Linked DNA regions of Anser cygnoides: region 2 is linked to region 1. Evidence: chromatin contacts called from public Hi-C data. All regions are on one chromosome and are shown on one strand. Each heading gives the region's core, a stretch centred on a gene start, on an enhancer-like site or on the middle of the called end of the contact. The rest is flanking DNA. Distances are from core to core; before and after follow the strand shown. Region 1 overlaps CCNL1 (cyclin L1). Region 2 holds the start of LEKR1 (leucine, glutamate and lysine rich 1).

Evidence for each region. Hi-C and Micro-C count contacts between places; a contact is called where the count stands out from the background.
Region 2: a contact with region 1 is called in a Hi-C map of liver, with 3 times the contacts expected there. The contact joins the promoter of LEKR1 here to the enhancer-like site in region 1. A contact is called at or near these places in 3 of 7 Hi-C or Micro-C datasets (all in liver).

What each region holds. Positions count from the first base shown.
Region 1 is chr9:25,587,539-25,593,132 of Taihu_goose_T2T_genome, reverse strand. CCNL1 (cyclin L1) reads right to left here. Exons shown (of 11, transcript XM_067002730.1): 9 at 5,391-5,502; 10 at 5,136-5,234; 11 at 3,694-4,543. The coding sequence ends at 4,195. Among named protein-coding and RNA genes, the nearest start is that of CCNL1, 14 kb to the right of the region's middle. Within about 2 kb of position 3,047, at least 2 of the 3 cell types and tissues checked have open chromatin away from gene starts, as enhancers often do. A contact at or near this core is called in liver, where this site is marked.
Region 2 is chr9:25,656,071-25,661,664 of Taihu_goose_T2T_genome, reverse strand. LEKR1 (leucine, glutamate and lysine rich 1) reads left to right here and starts at 2,933. Exons shown (of 11, transcript XM_067002611.1): 1 at 2,933-3,091. The coding sequence starts at 3,032.

The DNA of each region.
Region 1 (5,594 bases), core at 1,798-4,297:
TACAGAAATGCTCTGCATTCTCCAGGAAAACGTCCCCTCTTCAGCACACCGTGGGCGCTGCGCTTGGCCCTGGGTGCTGGCAGGTGCCACCCCAGCCCCAGCTCCTACCTGCCCAGCTCCTCCTGCCCCCCCGCCGTATTTAACCACAGCCCTGCCGTGTGCTCCCGTTGCTGTTTCGGGCAGACCGCGCGGCTTTAGGCTCTCGCAGCAGTTTTCTGTTGGACCAGCTCCTTGCCAGAAGCGTCCCAGGCGGGGGGCTGCGGCTCGGGGCGCCGTGCCGCGTCGCTCCTCTTCCTGCTTCGCCCTGGCTGCCATCTGCCGCTCGGCAAGGACGGCGCCCGCTCTGTCAGGGGAAAGCAAATACCGGCCTGCTGGCCATCTGCTTCCACCCGAGCAGACCCAGCAACCTTCCTCCAGGACTGCAGCAGCCGCGGCCTGCGCACCGGGGGCAGCGACTACTAAAAATACTGGGAAGACAGAGGAAGAGCACAAAATATCTTCCGTTATTTCTCATCTGTATGCTTGATCACCGATTTCTTTGGGGTCCTGGTGCTTTCATCCGTCCTGGTGAGAGAACGAGCACAGTGAACCAAGCGTAAAGGGATGGGGAAGAGGGGGAGTTGTGCTGTGCTGCAGTACAGCTCGAGCCGGGAAAGCCATTTCGTTTCCATCTCCACCTGGGGTTTCGGTTAGAAATATCGCTGCAGTGGAGCATTCAGGAGTCTATTTTTACCATAAAAGCATTTCCACTCCGAAGGGTAAATGTTTAAACGCGGTCTTACTGTGCTTACTGTGCGCGTTACATAATGCTCTGCAGCATGAAGGACGTACGCCAGTTACAGCCGAAGACCAACAGACCGCCAGGGCTGCTTATTTACTCTGGGAACAGAGGATTTTGCGTCTTAAACTCCTGCTGGTGCTGTAAGGGCGGCGTAAGCAGCGCGTGCTTCATTCTCTGCTTTCCTGCACGATGAACCATTACACCATTACACACTGGTAACAGTCAAGAAGCACATTTGAATAGAAAAGGGTCAGGAACTCTGCAGCTGGGTCTCCCTAACGCCTTGGGATCCCTTGAAACAAACAAACAAACAAACAAAAACCCAAAAGCAAAGCACAGAGCTACAAGCTATTTCAGAAACAAACGACCCACGCGGGGCACTCAAAACCCCAGCTCACTCTCAAAATGCTTCAGTCTCATTTCCACTGTCTGATGTGGCTGCGTGGGCCCATCCCGAAGGCCGTGCCCAGCGGAGCGAGGCCGCACACGTGCCACTTGGGACAGAAGCTGCAGCGAAGTCACGGCTGCCGTGGGTGTTCTCACACCCAGATGTCAGCGGTGGGCCACCAAAACCATGACATCGCTCAGAAAGAAGTTTCAGCTGATGAAGCGTTCCCATTAGTGACTCAAGCACACACAAGAGACTTGGAATTTTAAGACAGAATTTAAAAATAACAAGCATTAAAGAAAAATGCTTTTCAACTACCGAGATGTATGAGCATAGCCTGAAGGCTTACAGGTCCAGCGGTACCCCAGCTGTTAATTTCTGTGATTTGAACCTCAGCGAACACCTAACGACGCTCCAAAATCCTGGGAGACACACGAGATCTGGTTGCAAAAATAATGCAGGACCATCCTTACACGAGGCTTTGACTTCTTTTTAAGTTGATTGTTACTGCCGCGGACCTAGCAGGTAAGTGCAATACAACAGAGCAAGGCCCTGATCAAAGTCCCCGGCTGGCGCTTCGCTGCCTGCCCCAGCAGGTGACATCGCCTCCCAGCACGGCCCGCGTCACGCCGCGAGCAAGCTGGCGGTTTTTGCTTTGCCACAGCTTTTGCCCCCATCCCTTTAACTGACGGCACGGTTTGTTCTGGGGGGGCAGCTTTCTCCCCTCTAAACGAGCTGAAGAGGCTGAGGAATCCACAGCTTGGGCAAGGCGAAGCCCAGCCAGAGCCCAGGGGCTCCCCGGTGGCGCCCCTGGGCACTCGTCTCCCCGGCATCTCTCCTCTCCACAGCACCGACCCCAGTTCAGGTGGGCTTAGAGACAGATGTGCCCCTTGTGTTTCAGTAACCAAACACATTTATTTCATGGCCTGTTTTTTTCAAAGGTGTTACGTGGTTACGGCCACCACCAACAAAGCTGACTGAACACATTTTTTTCCCCCCAGGAAAGATTAGGCAAACACCGAACTTCTGCTAGCTGACTGCAAGCTCCCTGTGTAAGCAATCTGCAGCAGATGGTGTCTAGACGTTTCACGTCGCCAGATGTTCCAGCTCTGTACGGGAGACAACTTCTGCTCTTCAGCTCTGGAGCGCCGGGCACTAGGAGTACAGAAGGGTAATTAGCGCTCACACACACACAGGCTGAGCCCACTCCAAGTTTCTCCCCAGTACACGAACCCCGACACTCAGAGCTGGAGCTGTTTGTGCTACTGTAGAACTGTTATCACTGCCCCGAACTATCTAAATACCTGTATCTATGGAAAAACGTTAATTTCCATAGTAACACAACTTTCTGAAAGCAACAAACAACGTGAAATATAGGCCAAGTTTTTGCAGATTAAAAAAAAAAAAACAAAACACAACAACAAAACAGAGGTAACCAAGAAACAGAGAAACACATTTATCTTTTCCAACTTTTCAAAAAAAAAAAAATCCCTTTCTGAATTTCTAGAGAACAGATACAAATCGGGTCTGGCAGGATGCTGGGCAGCTGCTTACAGGAACACACCACTTCGAGAAGCTTTTGCTCAATCACTTTTCCCCCTTTTGCTTTTTAGGGCTGCAGACTTTTGGCCCAGTGACTGGTGCTGGCTCCCGACACCGCACAGCGCCGGACCCTATCGGTTACCAGCTCACTCGGCCTTGAGCTTTGCCCTCTCCTGTGCTGCCTGAGTGCCACGTCACCCACAGCCACTGAGCTGCGAGAAGCTTTTCAGGAGAGTCAAGATGTTTTTATGCTGTGTTGTTTCCATACCCAAAGGTCTGCAGATTAGCGTCTAAAGCTTGTGATTACAGCAGACACCTCGTACCTTTAAGCTTAACATTTTATTGTCTAAGCAGCAACTGATAGAACCAAAACCCTCCTCACCCTTTCTCCCCTTTTCTATCTGCAACTACAGCCACAGAGCAGTGTCAGGTGCCAATCACCTTGGCTTGCAGTGGCACTGGACACAGCCGCAGCAGCTGGCTAACAGTAAGGCATCAGGGAAGAACATTAGGGAAGTGCAGGGGACGGGGACACGAAAACCTTGGTAACTTCTCCTGCGTTGCACATGCAGCCCTAACAGGCCGGCCCTGGGGAAGCAAGGAGCAGACAACAACATCTTAGCTCCTGCCAGCAGCAGCTGAAGGAAGGGCGCAGGGGAGAACGCCCCGCTCCCGAGGGACAGCTGAACAGAAAGCTGGGGCTCAAGCGTCCCACCCATGGCTTGTGAAACGCGGCTCCTTCACGGCTTCCCCTCCCTGCCAGCCCACCAAGCCTCACAGAGCTGGGTCCCTGCTCACGTGTTCCTATTGCGTGCATCAGAAGTGCATCCAGCTTCCTGGCTGCCTGTGCTAAGAGGTACACACATTTCTAGAGCTTTCCATGGTTCCCTCTAAATTGCTCCAAGTGTTTTGTTTGTTCCAGAAACACGTCGATATTTTTTTTTTTTTTAAGTGGCCCACTGATATCCAACAGACAAAGTGCAAAGTTTAAGAAAATTGCTTTTAGTAGTCTCAATACATTTGACATCCAGCAGGCAGTAAAAAAAAAAGCCTTATATTTTATTTCTTGTAAAAATCTTTTAACACATGCAGACTAAAACCAGTGTAAGAAAGTATCCACCATCGTTTAAACAAATAACTATACTTAAATATAAGTGTCTGCAATTGACTTGTATAAAAATAAGGTACATTTTGCTTTTGTACAGAAATCCACTCTCCAGTTCTCATAGCGATAAACAATACACAACTCTAATACATACAATTTCACCTGATCATTGTTTTCCATCAATTTGATACTGCTAAGGTATTATGTGCAAAAGTTGGTAACAGTTCCTTTCCCAAAAGAAAATGTTCTACGTGTTTTAGAAAAATCAGATATTGGGCTTAAATTAAACAAATCCTAATCGATTCCTTTGTTCTCAAGTAAGAGTCCATTTATTGGGTTATATACAGGCTTAGCTAGGACCCAGCGCAGGCTCAGGCCTCAGCGCCTGTGCCTGCTGTGTCCTGACCGACTGCTGCTGTGGTGCTTGCCTTTGTGAGATCTCTCAAAGGAGCGGGATCTTTCGCGCCTGTCTCTGTGGTGGCCCCGCTCGTGCCTGTGTTTCTTGGCGACGTCAGAATGATCCCTGGACTTGCTCTGCGAACGTGAACGGGATTTTTTCCTTTTGTGACCGTGTCTGTTCGCGCTCTTCAACTCTTCCCTGCTATGCTTGGCTTTCAGATGCGGCGAGCCGTGGTTGTGATGCCTGCGAGGGCTGCCGCTGTGGCTGCGGGACCTGCTTCTCGATCTTGAGCTGTACGTCCCAGACAGACTCCGCCTGTTATTGTAGCTTACAGAAAAATGTTAACAAGTTAAAACATTTCATTCACATAGCGGGGATGGAGAAGTGAGAAATACGCTTGTTTTTTTCTGTTTAGAAACTTCCAAGCTACTGGAAGAAGTCAGGAGTATTTCTCCAGAATAGACAGCTGATGAACGATAGTGGCATTCCCACAATACACCAATACACCTTTGAGTTGTGCTCCTTTAAAAAAACAACACAAGAGCTCCAAACCAGAACACAGCATCTTTTGCAATTCTTCTGCCTCGTCATGGAGCTTCCCCTCAACATCAGATTCAATGAAAAGAGTCAGTAACCAATCTGCAATTATTTGACTAATCAGCAACACTTAAGGGGAACACTTTGTTAATACCCACATCGGCGGTTTCCACCCTAGATACCAGCCAGAAGATTCTTTAACAAAGTAGATATTGCCAGCAGCTATCACTGCCTCATCTACTCCCTGCACAGCTCTCCTTATCCCATAAAATGTAACAAAGAACTAATTATGGACAAAGAGACATTTCCTCAAAAAAAACCCCAAAACCCACAAACCACCGTCCCCCTAAACCTCACACCAACCAACCAGCACACTACTTACTGCCGCCTGGGAGTATGAGATCGAGACCGGGACTTTGTTCTTGACCTGGACCGACTAGCACTTCTGCTGCTTCTGCTTCTCTTGCTTTCCTTCCTCATGCTTTGGATGGGGGCAGAGAGAAGAGAGAAATAGGGTTACGCTTCTGAGATATTCATTACTTCCGTTAAGTAACTCAAAAGTAGTTCACTGTACTTCAATTAAAGAGACCCTTTTTACAGAAGACTCCTCAAAACCAGGAAAAAAATTTTCACCTACCCGTTGTAAGGGCTCTTCGAAGCTTGCTGCCTTTCTTCTGGCTCTTTTTTAATGGTTTTGGTGTTCAGAGGTACTGGACTCTTCTCTTCAGTTTTTACTTCTCTTGGGGAAGCTACGAATTTAAATTCAAGATTAGGTATTTTACCCAGACTTTGTCATGACCACATTGTACCTTTCATGTACCCTCACCAGTACTTTGCAAGA
Region 2 (5,594 bases), core at 1,684-4,183, 69 kb before region 1:
GTGCCTGTTCTGAATCTGCTGACTGCTGAAACAGCCTCTGCTCCCTATTTCTTTCTCACTTCAGCCTTGTATCTGGGACGCTTTTCCTGGCATCCTTCCCAAGCTCTCTTGCTGCCAACTCACAGTCAGTATGAGCTTCTTGTATTCCCTTTCAAATCCTTTTCTATCACGGCAAATAAACCCACTGTCCTCTACGCATACACTATTGATATTATCCTTGACAGCTCTTCACTCCTGGCACTCAGCTGCTGCTTAATCATACAGATTCCTCCTCTGATTCACCTCATGTGCTCCTGCAGCCAAAAGCTTGTCTTTGATTTGGCAATGTCACGGCAGGAGCACTGGGATCTCCTCCCTTATGACTCTTGCCCCGCATGTCCCCCTGTTGTTAGCACGCTCCTATTTCACTTCTTCTGGGGCTGGCGTCACGCTACCTTCTGCGTCCCGTACCATCACCTCACCTCTGCCTTTCTGCCCCACTGCCAGTACCCTGACTGCTCCCCCTGATTTTATCGTTTCCATGCTGCTTTGGAGAGCTTCTGCCCTGCTATCGCTTTGCACGGGATGACCTGCCTGACCCTGACTCCCAGGTAGCCTTCACCTTCAAATCCCTCCTCCAAACATCCTCTCTCTGAGACCGCTCTCCCAGGACGACCTCGTCCTTGTGACATTGGTAAAGGGGAGGGGGGAGCAAACCAAACAAACCTCGCAAACAATATGTCTTGAAAACAGGAACTAACACGATGTGCACGCAGCACCAGAAATAACCTCGCTGCCGTGTGCGGTGCAAACCCTGTCCTTCCCCTGACCCCTCCCTGCACGCCTCCTGCCATCTCTCCTCGCCGTCAGCCGCCGCCGCAGGCCCGGCGCAGGGGCCTCTCGGGCTCCCGGCACAGCTCCCGGTGCCCGTACCGGCGGCTCCGCGGCGCTGAGCGGCGGGCGGCTGAGCTGGGCCCTGCCACGACACCCAGCAGCTTCCCCGGGGGTTCTCAGGCAGCGCTGCAAAACCGCTTCGCTGCGCTGGGCTTTGTACCGAGCACATGAAAGGGCAGCCTGAAACTAGAGGGCTGGTATAAAAATACCACTTTTAATCAGGAAACTGGGTTAACTGGGAAATGTTGCAGGCGCTGGCAGACCTGTTCACCCTTGCACTCGGTGACCGGGTCCTGCTTTGTGTGAAGAGGGTGTTCGTGTTTATTAGCCTTTTTCCCTAGCTGCCCGCTGGCATGGACTTTGCTCCTCTGGGTTGGGATTTGCAGGCAGCGGGAGGCTTTCCACGTGTGTTTGAGAAGGTACAAAGCCTGCAGGAAAACAATGGAAATAGCTGGCTTATGACTGCTGCGTGTCACGCACTCGTTTCTTGCCTGGTGGTTTGTCCTTGGAGCCGCGCACGCCGCCTGGAACCTGATCTGGAGCGGTGGCGGTAATTGGGGCTGGCACGCACGCCGCGCTGCCGCCACGCCACGTGGGGAGCGGGCCAGCTCCCGCCGGGCTCCCTCGCCCACCCCGCGGGGCCAGGCATCGCCTCCCCGATGGGAGCTGGGAGCCTGCCGGCGGGGTGGTCCTGAGCCGCTCCTGGAGCACGGCCCCGGGGGGACTGGGGATTTGGGGGGGATTTTGGGGTTGCCTCAGAGCAGGGCGAGGCGGGAGCTGCCCGTCCTGCGCAACGTTTCTCCTCAGGGCCCCCTGACCTTGAGCAACTGGGGCTGGTGGCAGCAAAGCCCCTGGCAGGCTCCCCTCATCCCCCATGAGAGCCTCCTCAGAGCACCCCCCCGTCAGTTTCCTGACAGACCCCGCGTCGGTTTCCTCACAGCCCCCCGTGTCAGTCCCCTCGCAGCCCCGTGTTTGTCCCCTCAGTCCCATGCCTGTCCCCTCACATCCCCCATATCAGCCCCCCACAGCCCCCCACCAGTCCCCCCATAGCCCCCACGTCAGTTTCCTCACAGACCCCACGACAATCTCCTCACATCCCCTCATGTCAGGCCCCCCAGCCCCATATCAGCCCCCCAGCCCCATGCCAGCCCCCCCAGCCCCATGTCAGCCCCCAGCCCCACGCCTGTCCCCTCATCCCCCGGGGCCGGGCAGGGAGCGGCGGGGCGGTGCTGCCGCCCCGGGCCGTTGCGTGCCTGCCCCGTTTCACAACCGCCGGCTCGGCACGGCAGGGCCCGGCTCCGCACGGCAGGGCCCGGCTCGGCACGCCACGGGCGGCCATCGCGTGCGATCCGGCGGCCCCGCCGCCCCCCCCCGCCGCGGCGGCAGCACGCAGGGCCCAGCTGCCGGGGAGGCGCTGCCGGGCCCGCACCGCCCCTCCCGACCGCACGGCCCCGGCGGGGGCTGCCGCAGGCCGCCGCCTTTGTGCCGACCTTGGGCGGGCGGGACGAGGCCGCGGGAAGGGCTGCACGGCGCTCACCGGGGCGGCAGCCGGAGTATCCCCCGGGGCACACAGCGGGACACAGGGGGACACACATCGGTACATCCCGGGACACACACCGGGGCGCACCCTGGGACACACTGGGGCACACCGCGGCGCCCCCAGGGGCACAGGGGGGCACACACCGGGATATATCGGCACAGCCCGGGGCACACCCCGGGGCACCCCGAGGCACACACCGGGACACACCGGGGCGCACACCGGAGCACACACCGGGGCATACACTGGGGTACGCCGGGGCACACATCGGCACACACTGGGGCACACATCGGTACACCCCGAGGCACACACCGGGGCACACCCCGGCGCACCCCCGGGCCGTTTCCCCGCGGAGCCCCCCCCGTTGGGGCTGTGCCCTTCCCGCTGGGGCGCTGTGCAGCCCCGCATCACCCGCGGGCCATCACCGGGGGCACGGCGAGGCCGCAGCCCCGAGGCACCGGGGGGGCCGGGACCCGCTGCGGGGGGCGAGCACCGCCACCCCCCCCCCCCCCCCAAACCCCCGAGCGCGCTCCCGTTCCCGCCCGCGCGGGGGCGCGCCCCGTGGCCGCGCCGCGCCGTTGCCGCGGTGACGCCAGGACGCCGCCGGGGCCCGGCGAGAAAATGGCGGCGGCCACGGAGCGGCCCGGCCCCGGGCACGCCCTGCCCCCGGGGATCCGAGAGGTACGGGGCTGCGGGGGGGGGAACCGGGCCCGGGCCGCGGCACGCCGGGGGCACGGCGTTACACACGGAGCGCAGTCACCTGCCGGGGGGGCGCGCGCGGCGGGGACGGGAAGGCGTTCGTGCTGCCGCTCCGAGCGAGCCCGGACCCGGTACCGCGCGCCGCGTGTGGCTGCCGCAGCGATGCAGGGCGCGTAGCTGGGCTGAAGCGGTGTCGGGGTTGCGTGTGGAGCTCAGCCCCGCTTGTCTCCTCTTCAGGGCTGTGGGGGGTCAGCTCAGAGCTGCAGGTCTTTAAGGAAAATCATACAGCCGGGAATTTAGGAAAGAGCTGACGAGTCCGTTGCCCTAGGAAAGGGCAATAGAGTTGGGTCTACTTGCTCTAGAAGATGCCTCAGGGCACGCTGACGGTATTCACATGCTGTATGTAGTTGTCCTTTATCTCTAGCTGGAAATTAATCTTACCCTCACCGTTCTCCACTTGCTTTGGTTGAAAGTGACGAACCCAGAGGCAGGGGTAGAGCAGTGGAGCAGCTCAGCAGGGGAGCTGTGGAATTCCTCTGGTGGTAGCGGGGGGACGGCTGAAGCAAGGTTTTGCTTTGGAGCAGAGGACCGGGCAGGCAAGCCCCTGAGCTCTCAGCTCTGCGGCGTGCCGCCAACAGAAAGGTCTCCATGCAGAGGGTACGCCAGCCAGCACCCCTAGGTGTGAGCAAGAGTAGTCTCATGTTCCCGTCCCATCCTACCCAGTCGCCTCAACGTGAGCTCTAAGGCAACGACAGGCCAAGATTTTGGGATCGGTTAGGGGTCATGGTTTTACACATCCTTTGCTGCTGCTCACTTCTTCGCTCAGCTGGCTTGCGTTGTAGTTGCAGGATAGTTACAAGATACTGGGCTTGGTTACAAGTCATTCTCACAATTTCCTGTCCTTGTATTTTCTACCTTTTATGTAGACATGTTCTTATTCCCTTCGCGTTCTCTGCTTCTTGGATTTTATAGCATCTCTTTTGTAATCTCGCTTTTAGGTTGCTCCTAACATAAGCGGAACTTGTGCCAGCTGTAGGTTGTTCTGCCAAACGGAGCACATGCTCCCAACATGCAGCTAGCTGGCCGAAGGAACATGTGTATCCAGAGGGAATGTGTTAAGCGTTGTGATTTCAGCACCTAGCAGTGAGCATTCTTGGTCCCGCAGCTGCTTCGAGCTGCCTTGCTCGGCTGCGTGCTCAGGAGGTTGGGCTGCAGGGCTCAGAGTGGGGCAAGGCGAAGGATGCAGCCCAGAGCTGTCATCGTTCTGCTCTTCTGTGCTCTGGCGGACGGAGCTTCAAAAGCTGCTTGTCAGTACTTGACATCGCTGCCTCCAGAGCTGCACTCCTCTAGAGGATGTCACTGAGAGGGGAAGGGGAGGGAGCGTCAGCCTGGAGCAGCCTGTCCTGCAGGTAGTTCAGCTGCCAAAGCCTGCTGGGGGGGGGAAACCTGTCGCTGTAAAGCCGTGGCCGAGTTCTGTGTTTGTTTCAATTTCTGTTGCCCTTCCAATGTACCCGGATGGGAAGGTACGGTCTTGCCAGGAAGATCCTAGCGAAGCGGGAAGCAAAGCAGCAGCCACCTACAGAAGAGAGTCAAGTGACACCCTGAGTCCTCCAAGTAGCAAACAAGGTTATGCCTAATTGTATATTTTATTTGGCAGACAAATGACCCTTGCTTAACACAGATCACATAATTAATTGGGCACAAGATATCCTTACGTATTAGTAGTTCTCTCGCCCTAGGAGCTTAAGAAAGCGAGCAGTGCAGGAACTTCGGAGCTGTGTTGCACATCAGGGCAGAATGTTCCCTGGTGTTTGACTGTCCACAAAACATCACGTACATTGCTAGCAGCAAGTGGTTACTCGTTAGATTTGCCACATGGACTTGTAGATTGAGCACATAATGGTATCTTTACAAGCACATTCTGGTAACTTTCTGTGCTGTCTTTGGACCTGGGATTATTTTTCTCTACGTAGATTCTTACATAGTTCTGTTTGCTTTAATTAGCTAAAGAATCTGTCGTGCCAACAGTGACTGGCTTGGTAGATGCGAACAGTACCCAAGGTCATTATGTACATACTATTTGCAGTGTTAATATTAATTTATAAGTAGCAGTATTCCTGTTGGTGCCTCTGGATGCGCATGGTAGCACTGACACAGAGGGGCAGGAGGTCCCATGGGCACGTACTTTATGAATGCTTCTTGAGATGGCGTTCACAAGTTGCCCCTGTGTTGACAGAGATTTTTCTTTCTGCAACCAGTCCTTTCTGCAACCAGTGCCCAAGTACCTTGCTGGGAATTTGAGGGTTGGCAGAATCTCTTGCATCTCAAGCGTTGGGGTTGTAGCTAGGAGGGACTTCCCAATGGTTGCAACTGCCGGTGGGTGTCAAGTCAGTATTGTCAGACGAACAAAAGGTTAATGATGGGCTAGATCATCAGTTCTCTGCACAGGCGTCACGTTTAGTTGCGATACACCGTGGTTCAGTTA